Regions from separate parts of the Mus musculus genome. Here all the other regions are linked to region 2. Evidence: chromatin contacts called from public Hi-C data. All regions are on one chromosome and are shown on one strand. The core of a region is the stretch at or near the end of the contact, and the rest is flanking DNA. Distances in the headings are between cores, read along the strand shown.

Evidence for each region. A called contact is a pair of places that touch in the nucleus more often than the background predicts.
Region 1: a contact with region 2 is called in a Hi-C map of adipose-derived mesenchymal stem cells, with 1.8 times the contacts expected there. The contact joins the enhancer-like site here to the promoter of Col4a5 in region 2. A contact is called at or near these places in 3 of 39 promoter capture datasets (the 3T3-L1 cell line, 3T3-L1-derived adipocytes and frontonasal cranial neural crest), 2 of 484 Hi-C or Micro-C datasets (adipose-derived mesenchymal stem cells and embryonic fibroblasts), 1 of 115 datasets of contacts at active chromatin or transcription factors (vascular smooth muscle cells) and 1 of 9 other capture datasets (adipose tissue).
Region 3: a Hi-C map of uterus shows a contact between it and region 2. The contact joins the enhancer-like site here to the promoter of Col4a5 in region 2. A contact is called at or near these places in 2 of 39 promoter capture datasets (the 3T3-L1 cell line and 3T3-L1-derived adipocytes), 1 of 15 datasets of contacts at CTCF or cohesin (the NIH/3T3 cell line), 5 of 484 Hi-C or Micro-C datasets (nephron progenitors and uterus) and 1 of 9 other capture datasets (adipose tissue).

The regions. Positions count from the first base shown.
Region 1 is chrX:141,362,076-141,364,861 of GRCm38.p6, reverse strand. The region is part of intron 2 of Col4a6 (collagen, type IV, alpha 6); the gene reads left to right. Among named protein-coding and RNA genes, the nearest start is that of Col4a6, 110 kb to the left of the region's middle. Within about 2 kb of position 1,336, at least 38 of the 459 cell types and tissues checked have an H3K27ac peak or open chromatin away from gene starts, as enhancers often do. A contact at or near this core is called in adipose-derived mesenchymal stem cells, where this site is marked.
Region 2 is chrX:141,474,029-141,476,728 of GRCm38.p6, reverse strand. It overlaps Col4a5 (collagen, type IV, alpha 5), which reads right to left and starts at 1,310. Exons shown (of 53, transcript NM_001163155.1): 1 at 914-1,310. The coding sequence starts at 994. It overlaps Col4a6 (collagen, type IV, alpha 6), which reads left to right and starts at 2,653. Exons shown (of 45, transcript NM_053185.2): 1 at 2,653-2,700.
Region 3 is chrX:141,384,516-141,387,301 of GRCm38.p6, reverse strand. The region is part of intron 2 of Col4a6 (collagen, type IV, alpha 6); the gene reads left to right. Among named protein-coding and RNA genes, the nearest start is that of Col4a6, 88 kb to the left of the region's middle. Within about 2 kb of position 1,436, at least 8 of the 459 cell types and tissues checked have an H3K27ac peak or open chromatin away from gene starts, as enhancers often do. A contact at or near this core is called in uterus, where this site is marked.

The sequences.
Region 1 (2,786 bases), core at 87-2,586, 110 kb after region 2:
TCTATTCATTTCCTAATTATCTCACTTACTCTCTGAAGAAGGAAAGCTTGTACATTTATACTGGATAGTTTGGTTAGAGTATATCTGTGAGTATGCGGAAGAACAGGATTTGGCTCCTACTACAGGTTGTTTTCAAATTCTGGAAGGCTGGGGCTTTAACTGGCCTAAGAACTGAATTTCTGAGAGTAATGACTCTGGGAAGAGTCAAATACCAGAAAGAGAGAGGAGAGAGAGAGAGAGAGAGAGAGAGAGAGAGAGAGAGAGAGAGAGAGAGAGAGAGAGAGAGAGAGAGAGAGAGAGAGGAAAAGGTAAAAAGGGCAAAGGGCAGTCACAGAGGGAATATATTACAAGGGATATTTTAAGAGGTCTTGATGGTGCTTGTTATACATAATTAGTTTTTTAGCAGGAATGTTTATAGAATTCTGAAACTAGTAGGGCTAATTTAGTCAGAAACCACAGAGAGCAAACTACAGAGAGCGGATGCTCCAGGCTCCTGCCATTTTCTGGAATTTTCTATTGTCCACTCCTAGTTTTCCTGAAAGCCTTTTTAGCTCTTATCTACAAATGTACACACTCTCAGTCAGAAGTGGCAATTTATAAATCTGGTTGTCAGAATTTTTTGGTAGGGAAGGGTCAGGTGTTTGGCCACAGGGGAAATTGAATGTAAGCAGAATATTAGAGGTCCCCATTTTCAAACCCATGAGTGAAGCAGACTGGTTGCTGTTAACTCTCCTTTCTTGTGATGGTCAGTCTGGCAATAAAATCCTCTCTTCATTACCTCTTTTAAAAATATATTTTAGATATATAAAATTCATCTATACTTTTGGCTGTGTTCAGACCCAGTGTTCATATTAGTGCACATCTTTGAAACAACTTTTAAGAACTAGAGGAAGTAAAACAAAGTTACAAAGGCTGTTAACTATAGTGCAATCTCATTTTGAACCATGGATTTCGAAACCTCAGTATAAAGTAGTTACAGCTAGAGATAGTCTGCCCAACAGAGTAGACAAACCATTCTATCAAACCTTAAGAAAATAATCCTACAAGTAGAGTTTGGGGATTACTAGAGCAGTCAGTTGTGTGCCAACAGTGCATTGGGCCCTCATATAGGACTCTCTCCCAATGCTACTCTAACCTCTCCAGATACAGTGACAAGAAGCTTAGATTCCTACTGCATGTGTACACTGTTAATTCTTTACAAAAATCACAGATCTTGATTCCCAAGGCTGTTTCTTGTTCTGACTCCACTTATTCTTTCCACCTCATGGAACTGCACTCTTCAGCCTCCAATGCCAGGGCCCAGGCATGAGTCAGTCTACTGAAATGTGGACAGCTCTCTTGGCATGCATGAGCAATCAAATGTCCAAAGTAAACTGATGACTAACCATGTGTCCAAGAGATCCACAGGGCTTAGAGAATTAAAAGGCTTATTCTTATGGTTAAACACTGGGAATGCCATCTCATTCCTGCCCACTGATTTTTCTATTATCAGCTGGAAAGCCACCAGCAGATCCCTTGTTCATCTGCCAGGATGCAACCTAACCCTTCTTTCAAGTCCCATTTTTGTTCTTAGGGTTACGAATGCCAGAGCCATTCTAAAAGGAATCTGGTTGGCACAGCTAATTGGAGATATAAGGTCATAATTCCAATGTTATAGCATCGGCCTGCATTTTCTTGTAATTTATATTGTTATGATATACATCGGTGGGTTGTCATAGCATTGTTAATAGCTCAAGAGAAAAATGTCTAAACTGTACATATTTAGGAGAAAGCAATAAGTATTAGCACTATCACTGATAGCCTGATGTTCCGAAGTGAAGAAATTAAATTCCACAGAGCTTGTAAACCCTGTATTGAAGTTTACTCCCATATCTGTTTTGATTCAAAATATAGACTTTTGCCTCCTCTAAGAAGATGCCTGTTTGTTCCTAGCTGCACTAGCAGGAGATCATCTGATTTTAATTGAGTGGAAACTGAAGACATACTATGATATTTCTTTCCTGATGAAGTACTGTACCGTACAGTCCTATTTTACATGTATGCAATAGAATGGTGGCCCGTTATGTTAATTTGTAGATCTTTTACCAAACATATTTATTGGGAATATATTATGTGCCATCACATGGAGAGGAGATTGAAAGAAATAAAATAAACAGGAAATGCCATTGCAGAATATGTAACCAAAGAAATAGGGCTAATGAACCCCTTTCCATAATGAAAGGAGAAACATTGCAGAATATGTAACCAAAGAAATAGGGCTAATGAACCCCTTTCCATAATGAAAGGAGAAACATAAGAGTTCCTCAATGAACTAAGCATAGAATTATTGTGTGACCCAGCAGAGCAAATAAAACTCTCTCTTATCCCCCTCCCGGTGTGTGTGTGTGTGTGCGCACGCGCGCGCGCGCACACGCGCGCACGCGCGCGCGCGCGGGGGTATCAACTTACTAAACATCTCCTAAGTGCTATAGTTTGCTGGGGAACTGCCACACTTCCCAGAACACACTCTCAGTTGCTTGGAAACAAGAGCTCTGAGCTTTGAGTTGAACCCTGGCTTTGATACTTCCTATATCATCCTTTTTTGGAAAACTCTATGTTCAAACCAGGGTATAGGAAATGGAGAGAAAGTAAATTGATGTTTTAAAAAGTAGGTAGGTAGGTAGGTAGGTAGGTAGGTAGGTAGGTAGGTAGGTGGGAAGGAAGGAAAGAAGGGAGGGAAGGAGGGAGGGAGGGAGGGAGGGAGGGAGGAAGGTAGGTTACGACCTCTCAGCCTTCTCATTTGGGGT
Region 2 (2,700 bases), core at 61-2,560:
TCATTCCTTTGCATTTACCTCTTATCTCCAGAAGGAGAGTGGGTGTTGGGACTACCCAGATTTCCTGCTCAGGAACAGGCTGTGGTATCCAGTCTACATTCCTAAAGGCAAGTGGAACTTTTTGCTCTGTCATTTCGTGTGAGCATCCTCCCCCACTCTTCTAACCCATAGAGCTCATTCCCATTGGAAAACTGAGACTTCTTGTCCTTTAAATGGGTGAAAGGCAAACTCTCAAGTTGTTCAGGTGCCTTTATGAGTTTAAAAAGTGCAAGCCAACAGAAACCCATAACTTTTTTTTTTTAATGTGCAAAACTCCTGAAGCATAAGACTATGTATGCTTCTTTACTTCGTCCTGGTTGATAGGTTATTTTATCTTTTGTAAAAGAATGATGTCAACAGGTCAGAAAACAGGGCAGAACTTTACAAACCTGGGGTGGGGGGTGGGTTCATGTGGCTTAAGAAAAGAGCATATGCCAAGAGAAGAACTCCATCAAGGCTATTACCACACTGACCACAGTTCAATTTTAGAGGAACCAAATTTTAAACTATAAACCAAGGTTAAATCGTGCTTGGGCTGGGTCCAAGTAGTGAAAGAAGCTAGCTGGTAGACAGCTACCCTGGGTGGGGGATAGAGAGGAAGAAAAGTTTTAAATATCCTCCAGAGCCCAGTGACCCATTAATGTGCCTCCCACACCCTCTGCCCACTCTTGCCCCAGAAGAGGTAGCTACAGAGAAGTAAGCGGCCCTGTTTTTAAACACTTGGAATTTTCCCTCAGACCAGAGTTGGGAATTATATTTCTTTCTACTTAAAGCCAATTTTGACTTCCCTGGCCAAGGTCAAAGAGTAGGGAAGGTAAAGGCTCCAGTGGTTTCTGTTGGAGCGAGCAGTGATGGGGCGGGAGGGAGGACTTACCGCAGCCTCTGCGGGCTGCCCCCACAGACACAGGGCCAGTAAGAACCAGCCGGCAGCCAGGCACACTCCACGCACTTGCATTCTTCTCTGGCTCCCGCAGCTCCGTCAGCACCCGCAGGGAATCCCAGGTCCCTTCAGACCGATTGACATAATCTTGAAGGGTTATTGAGAAGAGAGCTAGAAAGGGGACAGTGAGTGTCCCGGTTATGCTGGTGCACTTGGGGGAAGAGATTTATAAGAGGGAAGCGATTAAAATAAGAGAGAGAGAGGGAGAGCAAGAACAAGAAAAGAAAGCTGTTCTTCCCTCCCCCCTCCCCTCCCCAAAGCCGATCTCTCAGGAGCACTTTGCCTTCTGTTGGGACTTGCAAACTTTCCTCACTCAACGTCCTACAAATCTACTTTCCTCGCTCTCTTCCCTGCACCGCCCCCTCCCCGCTGGCGCTGGGGAATTTGCGTATCACTCCGCCAGTGCTTCCCACTGCACCGGCAACCTGCGAGGGAGTGACGCTCAGTTATTTGAGGGAGGGAAACTTCAAGACAAGTTGACTGAACCCCACAAGTCCAACCAAAAAGATTTCTCGTTTGTTCATTGGCAGCTTCTCTTAACAGTACTCTTGCCTGCCAGTCCAGCTTTCCCTCAGATGTCTGCATCAAAGCCATTGACAAACAGACCTGAGCTGGGACTATTTTTTCCAGCGGATGGATTTCAGAGTGTGGTGCTTTTTATTGTTAATCATTAGAAACAAAGTTTTCGCCTCTGCTCCATGGGCTGCTGGCCTTTGCCTTTCAAGTGTTGGTAGGACAGTTTCTATATACAAACAGAAAATGAGAAAATATTAGATATACGTATATAAAGTAAGACAATGAACATATGTATTTGTGAATACCTAATGTATGTAACAACATATGCCATATAGGATGCATTAAGTAGGTTAATAATGTTAAAAGGTTAAATGTTATTGTAACTTACTTACTGTTTCTATTTACATGTATTGAGTACCATAAATAATATTTGTCACTTATATCAAGCTAAGGTAAAAGGTAGTGGCTGCCATCATTCTATTTCAGAAGGACCTGTGGCAAGCAATTATATAACATTAGCATAATTCCTTACAACTAAAACAAGCATCTCATTTAAAATGTCTATATGGAGTCAATAGTAGTTGAATTTGTGTCTCCTAGATGAAGTAGGCATGCATATCGCTTTGATAACTTGTAGACACTTTTAAGAACCAAAAGACCAAAAATATACACGATGTGGACTCCTTGGAGTGTCTTTCAGGAATTTGCTAAAGAATTCTTCTGAACATTTCTATTCTCAGTCTGGGATAAACTGCATTCTTTATATTTTGAATCCGTTTTATAAGGACCAATTCCTCCTCAGTTTTACTGGGTTTAGAGATTAGGCTTACAACTCCAGAGATTCCCTCCTCATCTTTCTAAAAGTTTAGTGAAAAAATAGGAAGTTAGAATAAGAGTCTGCACACTTGGGCCCTTGTGCAAGGTCTCTTTCAGGACTATCTGCCTATGTAGTAGTAGTGCACCCAAGTCTATTTTACTTTATGGAAATATATAATGCCTACTTGCATAGATTCTTGTGTATAGGTCTCTAGAGACCTGTGCATGAAACTTTGGAACGGTTATGTGCAGAGGTGCTTGAAATTGAGAAAGAGAAGCAGCTTCCCAAGGTAGGGGGAGGTGATTGACAGCAGGCAGCCCCGCCCCGTCCCCCTCCATTCCTTCCTCCCTGGGCTCATGGAACTATCTCCTGAGTGCTAGAAGTTGTA
Region 3 (2,786 bases), core at 187-2,686, 90 kb after region 2:
GTCAACAGTAAACCCAGGACATGAAAAGCAAAGACTGAGATATACTCTGACCAGCAAGTGAGTGGTTTGTTTGTTTAATTGGATGGTAAGATAGGTTTGGTTTTAGTTTTTGGGTTTTGTTGTGGTGATGGTTGTGGTTGTTGTTTTGGCTTCTTTGTTTGTTTGTTTTTGCAATAGTCTTAGTCTTGCTCTGTAGCCCTAGTGTAGTACCAGTCCCTCTGTAGGCCAGTCAGTACTCAAACTTTCAGCAGTCCACTTGTCTCAGGATTCCTGTGTGTGTGTGTGTGTGTGTGTGTGTGTGTGTGTGTGTGTGTGTGTGTATGTGTTCCACCAAACCCAGCTTCCCACCTTTTGTTTAATCAAGTGAATCTGAATTTTTGCCACGTTTATCTTCTGAAAAAGAAATATCATTTCCTAATCCCCTCAGTGGTGTATGGCTGGTCTCTTGGAAAGGACTTTTGGCTCTGCAAATTAACAGCTGCAGGTCTTTGAACAAGTTATCTAATATCTCTAATATCTCTGAACCCTGATGTCTACATCTGTGAAAGAAAAGAAAAACAAAGCAAACACATCCAAGGAACATCCAAGGAGCATGAGAATTAGACAAAATAAGAAGTGAATAAAAGGCCTGGCATAGGAGACTGGATTTCTTAAGCTTCACCCAGGCCCTTATATTCTGTATTTATGTTGCATGAGATGCTGGTCATTGTGTCCGGTGCTAGTTTAGCTGCGTTAGCTTTAAATGTCTCCCTAGCAGATCCTAGGCTGTGTCTTACAGATAGATATCATAGCAAACCAAGTTTCACCTCATGGTTCTATGACATTATGTGTCAAGAACAAGCAGGAACAGGTTTAATAATTATAACAAACATTTATTGATGTCTGGCACCATGATTACCAAGAATGAGCTCATCTAATCCTAATGACAGCCCTATAATGAAGGTATTATTACTATTATTTTACAGATGAGTGAATGGAGGCCCAGAGAGGTTAGGTAACTAGCCTGAGGTCACACAGATGCTCATAAATACTGAGCCAAGATCGAAAGCAAAGAAGCAAAGGCTGTCTTTTCTCCACCATTTAAGCCCCTAACAACACCTCCCTCTCCAGTTCAGAATGATTTGTCCCTGTTCTCTCATAAGTAGAGATGAAAGCCTGGGAGTGACATTCCCCGGCTTGAAAAAAGGCAAAGCCAAAAGCTAAACTTGGGCTAGATCCAACCTCTTCAGTTTTTACAGCACTACAACTTTGCTTTGGTACAAATAGAACTTTTCCCTCCCTCTTTCAGGCATCAGACAATGGTTCTGCTGACTAGAAGCAGTGGGGGTGGTCAATACTTGTATATTTAACTAGCAGCTCTCTGTAGGAGGAAGGAAAGCCTTGCTTTATAGCCTTCCTTGATTAGCATGGTATAAATACTCCAGCCTAGACTGACTGTGAGCTCTCCATGTGACCACATGGGATGCTGACTTGGAGCTAGCCTGAGAATCTCTACTGCTCTGGTCCTTGCTGAGAATGTGACTCCAAAGTAACATTCTGACAGTGAAGGAAAAATGAATGCGTTAGACACCAAGATTAGGACTGTCAGGACAATCACTACAATGGACAACTCTTCTTTTAGCGTTTAGCACCGGCTCTATTAATGATATTCAGCCCTGCCAAGAGTCTCTTAGATCTTATTTATAGAATCTTTGCCCCCTCAATGGGTACATGAATAGGTTGTGTCATGCTCTATCTTTAGAAATGCTAATCTCTTGTCTGAAATGATTTCTTTGGGCACAGATGAACTCACTCCTAAAGTATGTTTTTGTTTTGGTAACATAAAATAGACAACAAAAAAAAACCCTCTAAACTTGCCCAAGGATGATGTGTTTATTTCTAAATAAAAAAAAATAGGAAATTAAGAAACACAAGCAAAACAGAAAAAACGAAAAGAAATAGATTTTTAAGGACACTTATTCTTTCAAGATCTAGAGACAAACATGGCTGACATTTGACTATATGGTCCTCTCATATTTTTTTCTTCCTCTATGCAGATATCTTCTTTTGAAAAATAGCTGTCTGTGAAGGAAATACATTTTCAAAATGAAAAGCTATCACAGATTATTATCCTCTCTGTACGGGTCCTGCCACTGTATTTGTATTCACAGAAATGGTAGGTTAGCTATATTTATGCTGATGGTCTACATGCATTTGAAGATAATACCACTAATGGGGATTGTTATCTATGAGTACAGATGGGGCGAAAAAGACCAAGGAGGCAGTCTCGGCCCTTTCCACTCCATAGACCACTATACATAGTCTGATTTTGAGTTACAGTTGCTGCTGTGCTGATAGGGTGGCTGATTAAGACTCTGCTTCGAAGCCCTGAGGTCACCCCAGAGCTCAGAAAACAACCACCTCCTGCATTCCCTTATTGCTCTGGGCAGGCCTGCCTGCTGTCTGTTTCCCTGCTGCCTGCAGCCTGGCCCTATTGTTTGAAGTGGGGCTTCAGAGCTGCTTTAATGGATTTTCTTTGCCCTCCCTGCTTGGGGTTACCTCACCATACAAGGCCTGATCTGGCATCCTGGGGCCATCCATCCTTCATACATGTCCAGCCCAGTGGGAAACTGGGAGAAATGGAATTTCTTCATTCCCTCTACTCGCTCTGGATTTTAGTGGAACAATACCAGAGAAAAATGTGGCAGTCATAGTACAATGCATGATGGCTGACTCTGGGAAATTAATGTTTCTTTTTGAACAAGACGTTCCTTCTGAACCTGAGAATAGTGGCCAAAGCTATGGTA